Regions from separate parts of the Bombyx mori genome. Here region 2 is linked to region 1. The links are chromatin contacts, called in public Hi-C maps. All regions are on one chromosome and are shown on one strand. The core of a region is the stretch at or near the end of the contact, and the rest is flanking DNA. Distances in the headings are between cores, read along the strand shown.

Evidence for each region. Hi-C and Micro-C count contacts between places; a contact is called where the count stands out from the background.
Region 2: a contact with region 1 is called in a Hi-C map of whole pupa, with 2.8 times the contacts expected there. The contact joins two enhancer-like sites. A contact is called at or near these places in 2 of 7 Hi-C or Micro-C datasets (both in whole pupa).

The regions. Positions count from the first base shown.
Region 1 is chr17:2,864,344-2,870,815 of ASM3026992v2, reverse strand. It overlaps LOC101744488 (ribonuclease Z, mitochondrial), which reads left to right. Exons shown (of 27, transcript XM_062673269.1): 10 at 291-506; 11 at 1,204-1,346; 12 at 2,541-2,710; 13 at 3,126-3,309; 14 at 3,455-3,687; 15 at 4,367-4,514; 16 at 6,188-6,304. Among protein-coding and RNA genes, the nearest start is that of LOC101744488, 12 kb to the left of the region's middle. Within about 2 kb of position 4,310, at least 4 of the 8 cell types and tissues checked have open chromatin away from gene starts, as enhancers often do.
Region 2 is chr17:3,021,464-3,028,535 of ASM3026992v2, reverse strand. LOC101741898 (transmembrane protein 94) reads right to left here. Exons shown (of 29, transcript XM_062673273.1): 7 at 6,954-7,072; 8 at 5,980-6,188; 9 at 5,310-5,529; 10 at 4,633-4,830; 11 at 3,811-3,995; 12 at 2,180-2,303; 13 at 1,591-1,725. Among protein-coding and RNA genes, the nearest start is that of LOC119630823, 12 kb to the right of the region's middle. Within about 2 kb of position 3,920, at least 2 of the 8 cell types and tissues checked have open chromatin away from gene starts, as enhancers often do.

The sequences.
Region 1 (6,472 bases), core at 3,061-5,560:
CAGTATGATATAAATGAGTGAATTAACCCATAGACACAGCCCACTGAGTTTCTCGCCGGATCTTCTCAGTGGGTCGCGTTTCCGAACCGGTGGTAGATTCTGCGAAGCACTGCTCTTGCTAGGGTCAGTGTTAGCAACACTCCGGTTTGAGCCCCGTGAGCTCACCTACATGTTAGGGCGAAGCTGAAATAGCCTCTCAAGGCTATCAGCATAGGTAGGAAAAAAGAATTACATAAAGGGAAAATATGACTTCGCTCTTAAGGTCTCTTGTGAAAGTGTCCCTATTCCAGATCAGCCGAACCAAAACTCCACATACAAGACTACATCCAAGAGACGATGGACGTGGACGGGTTCGTCAGCAGCCTCGAGCAATTCCGGCATGTGGTCGAAGGGATCCGGTACAACAACGGTGCACAGAAGGAATACCCGAAGCTCGTCTTCTTGGGCACCGGTTCCTGTATACCCAGCAAGACGAGGAACACCAGCTGCTTTGTGCTGCATGTCGAGTGAGTTTTTAAACTGACCAACCGGAATTTCATACGGGCAACAGTTATCGGGCCATTTAAAAGACAAATTATTTTTATTTAAAAAGAACTTGAAAAAATTATTAACCTTAAGATGTTATTACACAGTTAACGATTTTTTAAATGATAAATAATTATGTTAATTTTAAATTCGCTTCTTTCTGTTCTTTGTTTTCGTTTTATGACCTAAATAACGAATTCTTATTCAATTAATTTATTTGTTGTTTGATATTTTAATTAATTAATATATTTACTGACTGCATTTAATGTGAATAATTTTGAATAATATTTGCACGCCGACCCGGTAGAAACACGCTGTTCTATAAAATAACTATTAACAACTTTGTAAACTGTGTTTTTGCTAATAAAGTTTGATTTGATTTGATTTTAAAATCTACTATATTTGTGAAGCCATTGAACAACTTAAGGCCAAAAACAAAGACAAATTGATCTTTAGACAAATGAAAATACCTGATTACACGTCGTGCTGGGATTGTTATTTAGTTCGACATAAATATGAACATAGAACTTTTTTTCATTTTAAATGAGGATTTAAAATTGTAATTCTTAATTTTAAAAATATTCTTGTTAAATATGGCTCTTATTGGTATCCTCAGTCTATTTGTGTTACGTTGCTATTCAAGATTATGTTATTGTAACTTTTACCTTTAATTCACAGCGAACACAGTTCAATAGTGTTGGACTGCGGTGAAGGTTCGTTCGGTCAAATGGTCAGGTTCTACGGACCGAAGAAAGTCAATGCCTTCTTGAGGACGGTGAAGGCTATTTACATTTCACATCTTCACGCTGACCATCATATCGGTGAGTTCTCTATTCCATATTATAAACAAGTTTTAATAGGATTACTGAAACTCAGTGACGCTACGCTGTGGCTATTCCTAAATCTTATGAAAAACGTTGCTTTCTTGAATCTGTTGTAATTGTAGAGCGTATTGCGAAAACGCACAGCTAAGCATTTCAGAATTATTTTGCTTTGAAGCAACCTCATTCCAATTGCAAATATAATTGGGATTTTGTCTTTGGATGAATAATGTGATGTGTATGTGCTCTGGTGAAGACTAGCCAGCTCGTCCGTGTATTTAGACCAAGTGGAAAAGCTATTGTTAGTAAAAGTAGTTTGTCTTTAGAAATTTCAGTAATGGTACTTTTATACCCAGTGCGTGTGTATGTAAATATTTGTATGGCGTCTGTGCGGTGATCATTTGTTTGTGATGGCGAGTCAGAGAAGCGCGCTGACGGGTTACGCAATAAACAGTTGTAATGCCACTACTGCATATTTCTGTCAAATTAGTACAATAAAAAATAAAAAATAAACATCTGTGCAATTCACACATGGTAGAAGTGAAACCTTAACAAATTTTGGGTTCAAGATAATGAGACAAATTTAAAATTTCGAGAAGAGGATAATTGAGTCGTCTATTATCAAAGGTGGCAATCTGTGCATTTGGACAAAAAAATGTTATTGATATGTCGATACAGATTGATTTGAATATATTCGTCTCCTTCAAAGAATACGGTTCAAAACCTGCATTAAATAAAGGTTAATACTTAACCTGTTATTTATCTAAGATGTCGTTCAGAAGAGTTTTGTGACTGCCAATGGAATACCAAGTCAATAATTCGTTTTTCTGATTTACCAATAATTGTCCAAAAGTCACATTGCCGGCTTTGATAATAGTCGACTCAATTGTAGGTTTTAGTAATGATCATAGTGATACAAAGTTTGATAATTATTTTACATTTTCTTCGTATAAGTTAAATAGATTTATTCAGAATGTATTAAGTACGAATATTAGGTATGAAGTAGAGCACAATATAAGAAACACTTGTATAATGTTTCCTATCTCATTTTCTTCCATGTTAAATATTATGAAATTAATTTGTGTCTGTCTCTTCTTACTCTCGCTTTTTCGTTTCATCGACATTAGAATCACAACGATGCTAAAGAAGTTTTCACTTGAAAAGACATTTCCTATACATTAATTTGTTGTGCAGGTCTAATAGGACTACTGCAAGCTCGGCGAGAAGCTTTCGAAGAATCCTCCGCGACCCCCGAGGCCGCGTACCTACTAGCGCCCGGCCAGATCGTGTCCTGGCTGTCCGTCTACAACCAACAGTTTGAGAGGATACAAAATGACTATACGCTAATACCTAATCAGAGTTTGGTGAGTTAATTTAGCTTTCGGGTACTGAGTGACCTTTGTCCTTTAACCCTGCTTTAGTATTGTGGGCTTAAACCCATTCTGCCATAATTTCTTCGAATTTTTATCCTCGACCAGCTGACCCGGCAGACTTCGTAGTGCCTCAGTCGATAAATAAAAGATCTAACTATTGTATAAAATAAACTTAAAACAAACAAAAGAAATCCATTCGACGAGGGGCACATCAAAGGGAAAACAAAATTATTTTTATTTAATTCCGAGCATTAACATTTTTTTTTAAACCTTCTCTGGACTTCCACAAATAATTCAAAACCAAAATTAGCCAAATCGGTCCAGCCGTTCTCGAGTTTTAACGTGACTAACGAACAGCAGTTCATTTTTATATACAAAGATTTAACAGGATTTAATCTATTTTCAGCTTTACGATAGTAGCACAGAGGAAATGACGTCAGCAATCCTAGCCAGGATAGGAGTTCAAGCTATCAAAACGTGCTTAGTATCTCACTGCCCCAACGCCTTCGGAGTCGCCATAGACTTGGACGGGACGCACAAGATCACATATTCGGGCGACACTTTGCCCTGTGAGGAACTAATTAAAATTGGTAAGTTCTAAATTCGATTGAAAATTCCAAAGATTTTCGCTTATTAGAGTTTTTAGCACTAAAAGTCCGACTGGCGGGGCGTTTGTGAGTTTTTGTGAGTTCGGTGTTGTAGGTACAGATGAAAAAAACATTTATTTTTTGTTAGGTGAGAATTCAACCCTGTTGATCCACGAAGCGACGATGGAGGACGAGCTGGCGCTGGAGGCGCGGATGAAGATGCACTCGACGACGTCGCAGGCGATCGCGGCGGGCCGGCAGATGCGCGCCGCCTACACGCTGCTCACGCACTTCAGCCAGCGGTACGCGCGCCTGCCGCGGCTCAGCGCGCGCATGCTCACCGACAACCGCAGCGTCGGCGTCGCCTTCGACAACATGCAGGTACGACCGCATGCCTCAACTAACATATTACTTTTTTTTTTAAGTGAAACTTCTTTATCGACGTAGGGAGGAAAAACGTATGTAACGTTTTTCGGTTACGCGCCATCTTAATTTCTTCCGTTACGCGCATGTTTGTTTATTGCTTAGATGGGTGGACGAGCTCACAGCCCTCCTCGTGCTAAGTGGTTACTGGAGCCCATAGACATCTACAACGTAAATGCGCCACCCACCTTGAGATATAAGTTCTAAGATGGCTACCCCACCCTTCAAACTGAAACGCATTACTGCTTCACGGCAGAAATAGGCAGTTCATTACAAAACATATACAAAAATTTAAAAAAATAGCTTTGGGTGAATCAGGTTACGTACGGGGACAACAGAGTTTTTCCTAACCTAACTTTCTAATATCTTTAATGAGCTACAAATCTTTGATGACTAAATTAAATTATTTAATATTCTTAATCATTTTCAGTTCAACAAAGTTAAATCTAACAACTCAACAAAAGTATTGTAACATCCCAGTTTTGTCCCTATTCTAACTCTAGTCTCTATTCACCCCAATCTACTGTACATTGTTTTCAGGTGACAATGAGCGACCTGGCCTTGCTTGACATCCCAGTTTTGTCCCTATTCTAACTCTAGACTCTATTCCCCCCAATCTACTGTACATTGTTTTCAGGTGACAATGAGCGACTTGGCCCTGCTGCCGCACATGTACGCGCCTCTGCAGCTGATGTTCGCGGAGCACTGCGTCGAGATGGAGATGAAGGCCGCCAGCCGAGCCAAGCAGAAGGAGAGGAGAATATCGACGCACAGCTTCCAGCCTGGTACATCGCTGTGCACTAAACGATTCAAAAACTCCACAGATACGAATATCGCAGATATGAAATCCATAGACAATAGTTGTAGCTAGTATTTACTCTTTTATTTTAAAAGTGTAGACTGAAATTGCGTTCACATATTAAATTTGTTGTAAAAATGTGATGAAAAATTTATGAAAGATTTTTAAGAAGTTTTTAAATTTGTATTGAAACTTGACATTATTTATGTTGGAATTTGTTGTAGAGTTGTTTGTTGCCAGAACGAAAATATTCTTTAGTATTTTTGTTTTCTGTGTCATTTTTGAAATGGCATAGTTAAATTAGAAAAAAATTCTACCAAATGCGTGTCGGAATGAAAAGTCACTTTAAAATTACAACTTCAATTAAAGATTTAAAAAAAGTGTATATTATAATCTTTATTTTTGTACTTCTTAAAAAAAATAGCCGAACGCATTGTAATTAAGATGACCTCGTTCATTCCGTCACGACATACGTAATGCGGTATGTAGTCGAGAAAGTACATTCTGTATTCGATGCCTCCAATGAACACTACGCTAACTCCAAATTCGTAGGTTTACAGAGAATTACTGGTGGTAGGACCACTTGTGAGTCCGCGCGGGTAGGTACCGCCGCCCCGCCTATTTCTGCCGTGAAGCAGTAATGCGTTTCGGTTTGAAGGGTGGGGCAGCCGTTGTAACTATACTGAGACTTTAGAACTTGTATCTCAAGGTGGGTGGCGCATTTACGTCGTAGATGTCTATGGGCTCCAGTAACTTAACACCAGGTGGGCTGTGAGCTCGTCCACCCATCTAAGCCATAAAAAAAAATAAAAAAAAGGAGCGTTTAAACGAAAAAAGTTGATAAAATCTTTATTATTGCAGATATATTTATGGTTTTGTTTGTGTAACTAGCTGATTTACTCTTGCTTCTAACCCAATCAATAATGATTTGTAATACTTTTAAAATAGTGAAGCGATTTGCGTGAAAAACGAAAGTTTCAAAATTTTGAGTTAGAGTAGTGTTCATTGGAGGCATCTTATTAAAAATTGTTCTGTTTAAGCGTAATGCTGGTTGCATTTCAATATACTATATTACAAACTTGTAACGTGTTGCCTTTCCATTGAGATGTAATAGTTTGTTATTGTCGATTAATACCTGCCTAAATAAATCGACCAAAATATGTTATTTTTTTTTTAATTGACTATTTCCTTTTGAATTTTATAGGTGATATAATCTGTGAATATGTAATCTGTATACGTGCTAAGCCGTTATAGACTTTTGGCGGGAACGCGAGGAGTGAAGTTGTGTGATTTGTTTTATTTTGTCTATTTAGTGTTTCTTGAGGTTTAAATGTGTAATAACGGTGATTTATAAACCGTTTAGTATTCGTGGAAGTGCACAAATGTGGGAAAATGAAACAAAGCCGCTAGACGTAACTTTTCGGGATCCTCCAAAAAGTCCACTGAAAAATCTCAGTAAATGACCACCATTTTACTAAGATTATATTTTATCCCATATCATTTAATTTCACTCCATATTTCCATCCATATAATAAGAATATAAATTAAAATAAGACATCACCTAAAGGTCTTAGTTACCAGGTCATAAAATCCCTGAAAAAAAACTAAGTGGCATATGCGAGCTCTACAATGAAAGCTTAGAACTCTCCTTTTGTTTAGAAGAGAAAGCGGAGAGTGTCCAGTCGGATCGCGGGCAACACCGCAAGAGTCCGCGCAGTCGCGCCGCGTCGTCGTCCCCCACCGCGCGGGCCAGATACAGGGAGAGCAACGCGTCCCGTTAGTGATGTGGACTCACATACGAGTTGCGACAATTCGAATCGTTTTATACTATACAATATTATATTTTTGTCAGTGCAAACCTTTCGGACGAAAGGATTTTATGTATAAACCAGTAAGCCTGGCCATGCTTCAATATGACTGGCTGAATGAGTAAAAATATCGATT
Region 2 (7,072 bases), core at 2,671-5,170, 160 kb before region 1:
TTTCAATTCCCAACTTACAAGAGGGTAGTTTTTAATTGTGCAAATCCAATGTCCACTTTAAGATAATAGTTATTTAGCAGTTCTATTTTAAATGTTATGATATATGTGTCGATAAATTCATACGAATCAATGTTTTATGATTGTGAATGTCAACAAGTAAACATCAATGTGTATTTTCGTTTTTTTTGTTATTGGCAACATTATTTCAGGAATACCTACTTTTCCACCAATGGAGATGTATATCGACGCTTGAAAGGCAAACGTGACTAAGCGACAATAACTGCTTTGTACATAAATGATAGGCAATAACCATATTCGATGCGCAAAAAAATATATATTTCTAGGTCTATTAAAATCATTTCAATCCTACAGCTAGATTCGTTAAAATAGATTTTTTTTCAGGTATTTCAACTTTAAATTAGTCTACTGTAAAGTTCACGCATTGTCGCTTAGTCACGTTTGCCTTTCAAGCGTCGAATTATGTTTTTTTAGTTCTTGTTCTATTATTTTTTAAACAAATGGTATTCAAATTAGGTGTAGTCCTCCGAGACGCACATGATTTAATGACATTAATCCAACATTCGCGATGTAGTTCTATTATTGTTAAAGGCTGTACCGTAGATTTGGGGGGAATCGGGACCCTTTCCAATTCCAACACAAATTTTCAAGGGTTTTTTCTTAGGGTAATACCAATAAAATTGAGATTAAAATGGTTCATGAGGAAGGTTTATAATTTTTATATACGATGCGTTATTATACATAGTTCATTACAAAGCATACACAAAAACTGAAAAAACTAGCTTGACCCGATTCACTTCGGCCTTTGGGTGAATCAAGTTACGTATGGGGACAATAGAGTTTTTCGATAGGCCTGGCACTATTTAGTTGTTAGCTAGGTACCTACATAACTTTAGGTAATTAACTTTTTAATACCTTTAATGAGTTACAAAACTTTGATGACCAAATTAACCTATTTAAAATTTTTAAACACTAATTTTAAGTCATTTTCAGTTCAACAAAGTTAAATCTAAATACTCAACAATAGTATTGTAACATCCTAGATTTCTCCCTTTTTTTTTTTTTTTTTTTTTTTTTTTCCGGGCCGAGGGCCGAACCTCCTACGAGGTCCCCGCGCCTAGGGGGCGCGCGGGGTATGTGAGACTCAACGATCTGCAGGTGTTGAGAGCAGACCGCGGGCCCAAGGAATTTAGGGCCCACCCACTAAACGACTCCCCTGCACTCTTACACCCGGCGTCCGATCTCCGTCCGGGGTCAAAACCCGGTCAGAGTAGGGGGGTTCCCGCGGTCAACACTACAACCAGACACGCGGCGCCACCCCGAGGACTAGGATTGATCCTAGATTTCTCCCTAGTCTAACTCATCTTTATTCCCCTCAAACTGTTTTTTTTTAATGCCCTTGTAGGCAGACGAGCATACGGCCTACCTGATGGTGAGTGGTTACCGTCGCCCATGGACTTCAGCAATGTCAGGGGCAGAGCTAAGCCGCTGCCTACCGCTTAATACTCTCCACAAGCCTCTTTTAAAGAATGTTAAAGAATGTATGTAAGGAAGTTAATCGAGATTGGTTACCTGAGTGAGCATTTGCAATTGATTAGCGTGGTCCTTGACTAGAACGGCGAGCATATGCGGCAGGGGAACCTTGACCCGAGTGCTCAGTTGCAGTGAGCGCACGAAACGCGTCTCGCGCCGGATGGTGTCCGCGCGCTGTAACAACACAACCAACCCTACGTACATACGGGGCGGACAAACGGAGCCACTTATTGAATATTTATTACTAGTCGCAGGACGTCTTGTGTGTCCGCACGGGTAGGTACCACCACCCTGCCTATTTCTGCCGTGAAGCAGTAATGCGTTTCGGTTTGAAGGATGGGGCAGCTGTTGTAACTATACTGAGACCTTAGAACTTATATCTCAAGGTGGGTGGCGCATTTACGTTGTAGATGTTTCTGGGCTCGAGTAACCACTTAACACCAGGTGGGCTGTGAGCTCGTCAACCCATCTAAGCAATAAAAAAAAAAGCTTGCATATATATAGTTTCCGAACAACAACATTCGGACCGTCGGTCTACCGAGCAAATATCATCCGCTCGGTGGAAGATCTTCCCTTTGTCGTATATAAACCCATAGCATTTATAGGAAACAACAATTAAATATCTTACCAAATGTCTGAATATTGACAAACAGTGCTGCACGCTGTAGGCGTCAGCGACGGAATCTGTGAATCCTATTTGTTTGGCCAGCTCGCAGAGACAACGGCGATTTGTCACCGGAACTAAGTCTTCACTGCAATAAATTTTGAATATATTTCGGTGACACATTAATAAAGTTCCTTATAATTGGGCTGACTTCAGAAATCGAGAATATGAACACTAAAGTTTACAAGAGACACTTTTATGAAACTGTTTTATATATTATTATGTACATATTAGACCTTTCTTTACATGTGAAGTTATACAACACTAGCCGGTTTGAAAGTAAGGCTAGTGATAAATTCTAAATTCAAATTAATTTCATTAAAAAAATATGGAATTCTATTTTTAAATTCAATCATTTGTTTATGGATTGTTATTTTGTTATCACTAAATTTGTATATTTTTCATCAATATGGACACAATAAAAATATGAGTTATAATTGAAGACATTAGTGGATGAAAGGGCTAAGTACTATTTTTAAGATTTTTGATTTTATACATTGAATGAAGGTTTAAAGGCTATTTTTAGAAATTGCTTGTTGTGACGGATCTTGAGGGAAAATATTTGCTATCGATTAATACGACATTTTCTTCCGTACGACCGTGTATTTAGCACATTTACAATATTAACTTACGAAAAACTAAAAACTACAACCGGTTCACTTCACATATTATTTGACAAGTGTTTTTTCTTGAGACCGTGTTGCCAGACTCATTGCACAAAAGTTACGTTCCGTGACACATGCGATGAAGGAGTTATGTACGAAGAAAAATTACAAGTAACAAAAGCTTGTTGCCCGTTTTCTCAAAACCAACAAATTGTATCATCATATCCCACTCCCCCTCCATCCACTCTATTATATATGAGAATACAAGTTTGTTCGCGGTAGCAATACCATATAAACGGCTCGCAATATTAATGACATGTGCAGAGTGAACATTGCAAACTACTATAGGATTGTATATTCATTTGAAACGCTTCCGACATGGGAGTTTTGATCTAAAAAATTAAGCCGTAAGGTAATCAATCACCAGAAAACTGTAAATTGTAGAAAATCTCATATATTTATTATTTAGTTTTCCTACATAAGCTGATAGCCTTGAGAGGCTATTTCAGCGTAACCTTAACTAGTAGGTGAGCTCACGGGGCTCAAACCGGAGTGATGCTAACACTGACCCTAGCAAGAGCCGTGCTTCGCAGAATCTATCACCGGATCGGAATCGCGACCCACTGAGAAGAACCGGTGAGAAACTCAGTGGCTGTGTCTGTGGGTTAGTTTACTCGTCGAAGCCTTCGTCGCAAGCGACGGGTTCGACGAGAACGATGACAGGTGCTTGAAGTACTTAAATCACTGGTGGTAGGACCTTTTGTGAGCCCGCACGGGTAGGTACCACCACCCTGCCTATTTCTGCCGTGAAGCAGTACTGCGTTTCGGTTTGAAGGGTGGAGCAGCCTTTGTAACTATACTGAGACCTTAGAACTTATTTCAAGGCGGGTAGCGCATTTACGTTGTAGATGTCTATGGACTCCAGTAACCACTTAACACCAGGTGGGCTGTGAGCTCGTCCACACATCTAAGCAATAAAAAAAATCGTACCTCAACTGAGCTTCGCAGGTGAGGTGCGCGCAGAAGTGCGCATACGTGTGTCTGGGTGCGGGCGCGCACGTGTTGAGCAGCGCCGCCAGCCCCAGCGGCTTCAGCAGCGCCAGGTGCCGCCGCCAGCGCTGGTCGTCGAACTCCACGCAGAACGGCGCGTTCTGGTCGTGGGTCAGGTCTAACACCTGCAGCAGGAGGGCAACGCTTCACTACTGGACAATGTTATTAGGTCTTATCTAAACTAATATTATAAAGTTGAAGAGTTTGTTTGTTTGAACGCGCTAATCTCAGGAACTACTGGTCTGATTTGAAAAAATATCTCAGTGTTAGATAATTCATTTATTGAGGAAAGCTATAGGCTATAAAACATCAAGGTAAGGCCAATACAAGTGGAGCACCAATAAAGAATGTTTCAAAATAGGGGTTTAAATAGCTTCTTAACATTCCATAATTCAAAAACATTTTCGCTTTCTACGTAAATGAAGTGGGGGTAAAATTTAGCATTATGCCAAAGTAACTATTCCACGCAGACGGAGTCGCGGGCTAAAGCTAGTTTTTTATATAGCTAAGTTGGGTGGACGTGCTCACGGCCCGCTTTGTATTAAGTGTAAGTATTTCGCAATTTTAATATTAACGCAACAACGTTAATCGTCGACACTGGAATGAACGGTACCTAATAGAATGGTTGTATTTGAACTCAACCGCGTCATCAATTTAATGCTAACACTTCACAAATCTTCTACGGCTTATGATTTTTATTCTTCATTGTCGTGTGTGGCTCAGGAATTCATAATTGCAGTTTGCAGATAGGGCGGTACCTACCTCAACAACAGTAGACGGTTCGTGGTGCCTGTTATCTGGCTGTTCCAGTACCGAATCTCCGGGATGACCCAGGGAGCCGGCCAGACTAGTTTTGCTCGAGTTGTGCGATGTGGGATCCGAATTACGAAGGAAAAACACTTTCTCCGGCGTCGGATTTGGCCATGATAATATCCCCTTTTTGTCCACACACGATAGAGCCTGAAAAATAATAAGTTATGATTTGTATATAGGCTGGTATTGTATTAGGCTGGTTTTGTATTACGTTAAACTTATATTGGTTAGTCTTGTATTAGGTTGCCGTTGTATTAGGTTGATCTAGTATTAGGTTGGTCTTGTATTAGGTTGTTCTTGTATTAGGTTGGTATTTTATTACTTTACTTATATTGGTTAGTCTTGTATTAGGTTGCCGTTGTATTAGGTTGGTCTTGTATTAGGCTGGTCTTTTAATAGCTTATTCTCACTAAGTGACTCCAAGCAATGACAGATGCCATCTACATTCATTCTCCATTACATTTAATGCATAATCCATTTGGTCTAGTGATAAGTAAGAGTGAAAACAGAGTCAAGGTTCATTTCCTGGTGGGAGTCGAACCCCGGTTTAAGATATTTTAGTCTTTAGCATAAATATAACACTAAACAGTACCTGTGTTGGGAATGAAATTTAAAATGCTACTCACAGACAAAGATCCCAGGACATGTACGATGTTAGCAGTCCTAGATACCATGTCTTCTCTACCAGTCAAGATGTTGAAGAATGTCTTTGCTAATGACTTGATGCTCTCCGGTTTCAGACTGGATTCGCTCAGCGCCTGAAGCAGAGGGTCGCTCGCGTCCTCTGATATGGAACACGACTTCGGACGGACGTATTTTTGGCGGGTTTCTGCTATTTGCTTGAATCTAAAAATAAAAATTCTCATTTAATATTTTTCTCATTTAACTGTAGGCAGCGACTTGGCTCTAGCTCTGGCATTGCTGAAGTGCATGGGCGACGGTAATCGCTCACCATCAGGTGGGCCGTATGATCGTCTGCCTAAAAGGGCAATAAAAATAAAGAAGCCCTTAGATTTGTTATTAAAATTATATTCAAAGCCTTATTATCCCTTAAACAACCTCGACTGTCATACAATAACAGATTAATGTATGGCATTACATTACAGTACCACATTACAACATGCCTGCCATGAATGTAAAATTGAATTAGAAGTGACATTCTGACAGAACAGTGTTTCTTTTACAGCAAAATGGAGTCAATATAAAGCGTTAATCTCAAGTACGTTTATATTTTTTCAATCTAAATTTAACTGGCGGGATCGTAATTCTAAAATCGTGAAAACAAACTATACACACCTCGCCAATCCGTAACAGTTAAGCGTGACCCAAGCTATGGGGAACACGATTTGCAATAGGGGCAGTGAAGCGGCTATGGTCTGGAGAAAGTATATCTCCGTCCAGTGGGTCACGCCGGGCAAATGGTACACGTGACGCAGGAAGCTCGCCACCACAACTAAGGATATGACCAGGGGCAGCACTATGCCTTCCATCACCTTCACTGTGCACTGTAAATTATAAAATAATGTATTTATGTCTATGTGAGGGTAGAAATAAACGGCTAAAATATGTGATCAGCTTTTGTGAAATTAACAATAAGTCCCAAACGAGAACACGCTACTGCTTTACGCTAGAAATCGTCAGAATAGTAGTGCTGATCCACGTGGGCTCACAACAACAAGCAGATTAATAAGTTTTATTTAACTCGTTTTTCTTTTGTTTGTTTTGTAACTCGAGCCCATAGACAACAAGACTGCAACGTAAATGCGCCACACACCTTGAGATATAAGTTCTAATTTCTCAGTATAGTTACAACGGCTGCCCCGCCCTTCAAACCGAAACGCATTACTGCTTCACGGCAAAAATAGGCGGGGTGGTGGTACCCACCCGCGCGGACTCACAAGAGGTCCTACCACCAGTAAAAAGTGTTCTACGTCATATGTATGTACATATCTATATAACGGAATCTTTTAAAGCCTAATATAAGATATTTTACATTCAAGTTAACATAAAAACCTCTGAAAATTAGGACACATATCATCATCATCATCATCATCATCATCATCATCATCAGCCTTTATCTGCCCACCGCTGGACATAGGCCTTCCCCAATGCCTTCCACATAATGCGGTCCTCCGCCTTCCGTATCCAACGACTTCCCGCCGCGCGCACTAAGTCGTCAGTCCACCTGGACACATATCACTGACCGAAAAATATTATTAATTTAATTCGTAGGCCAAGGATTTAACAAGATAAAAACAATTTTAACTTACCAAATACCTTTGTTTCTCAAAAACAGTGACCGGCCTGGTTGTTGCTTGTTCGAGTGCCATCTTTAGATTCTTCAAGTAAGGCGTCTCGCACATCTTGTAAGCTTTGTTCTGATGAGGTA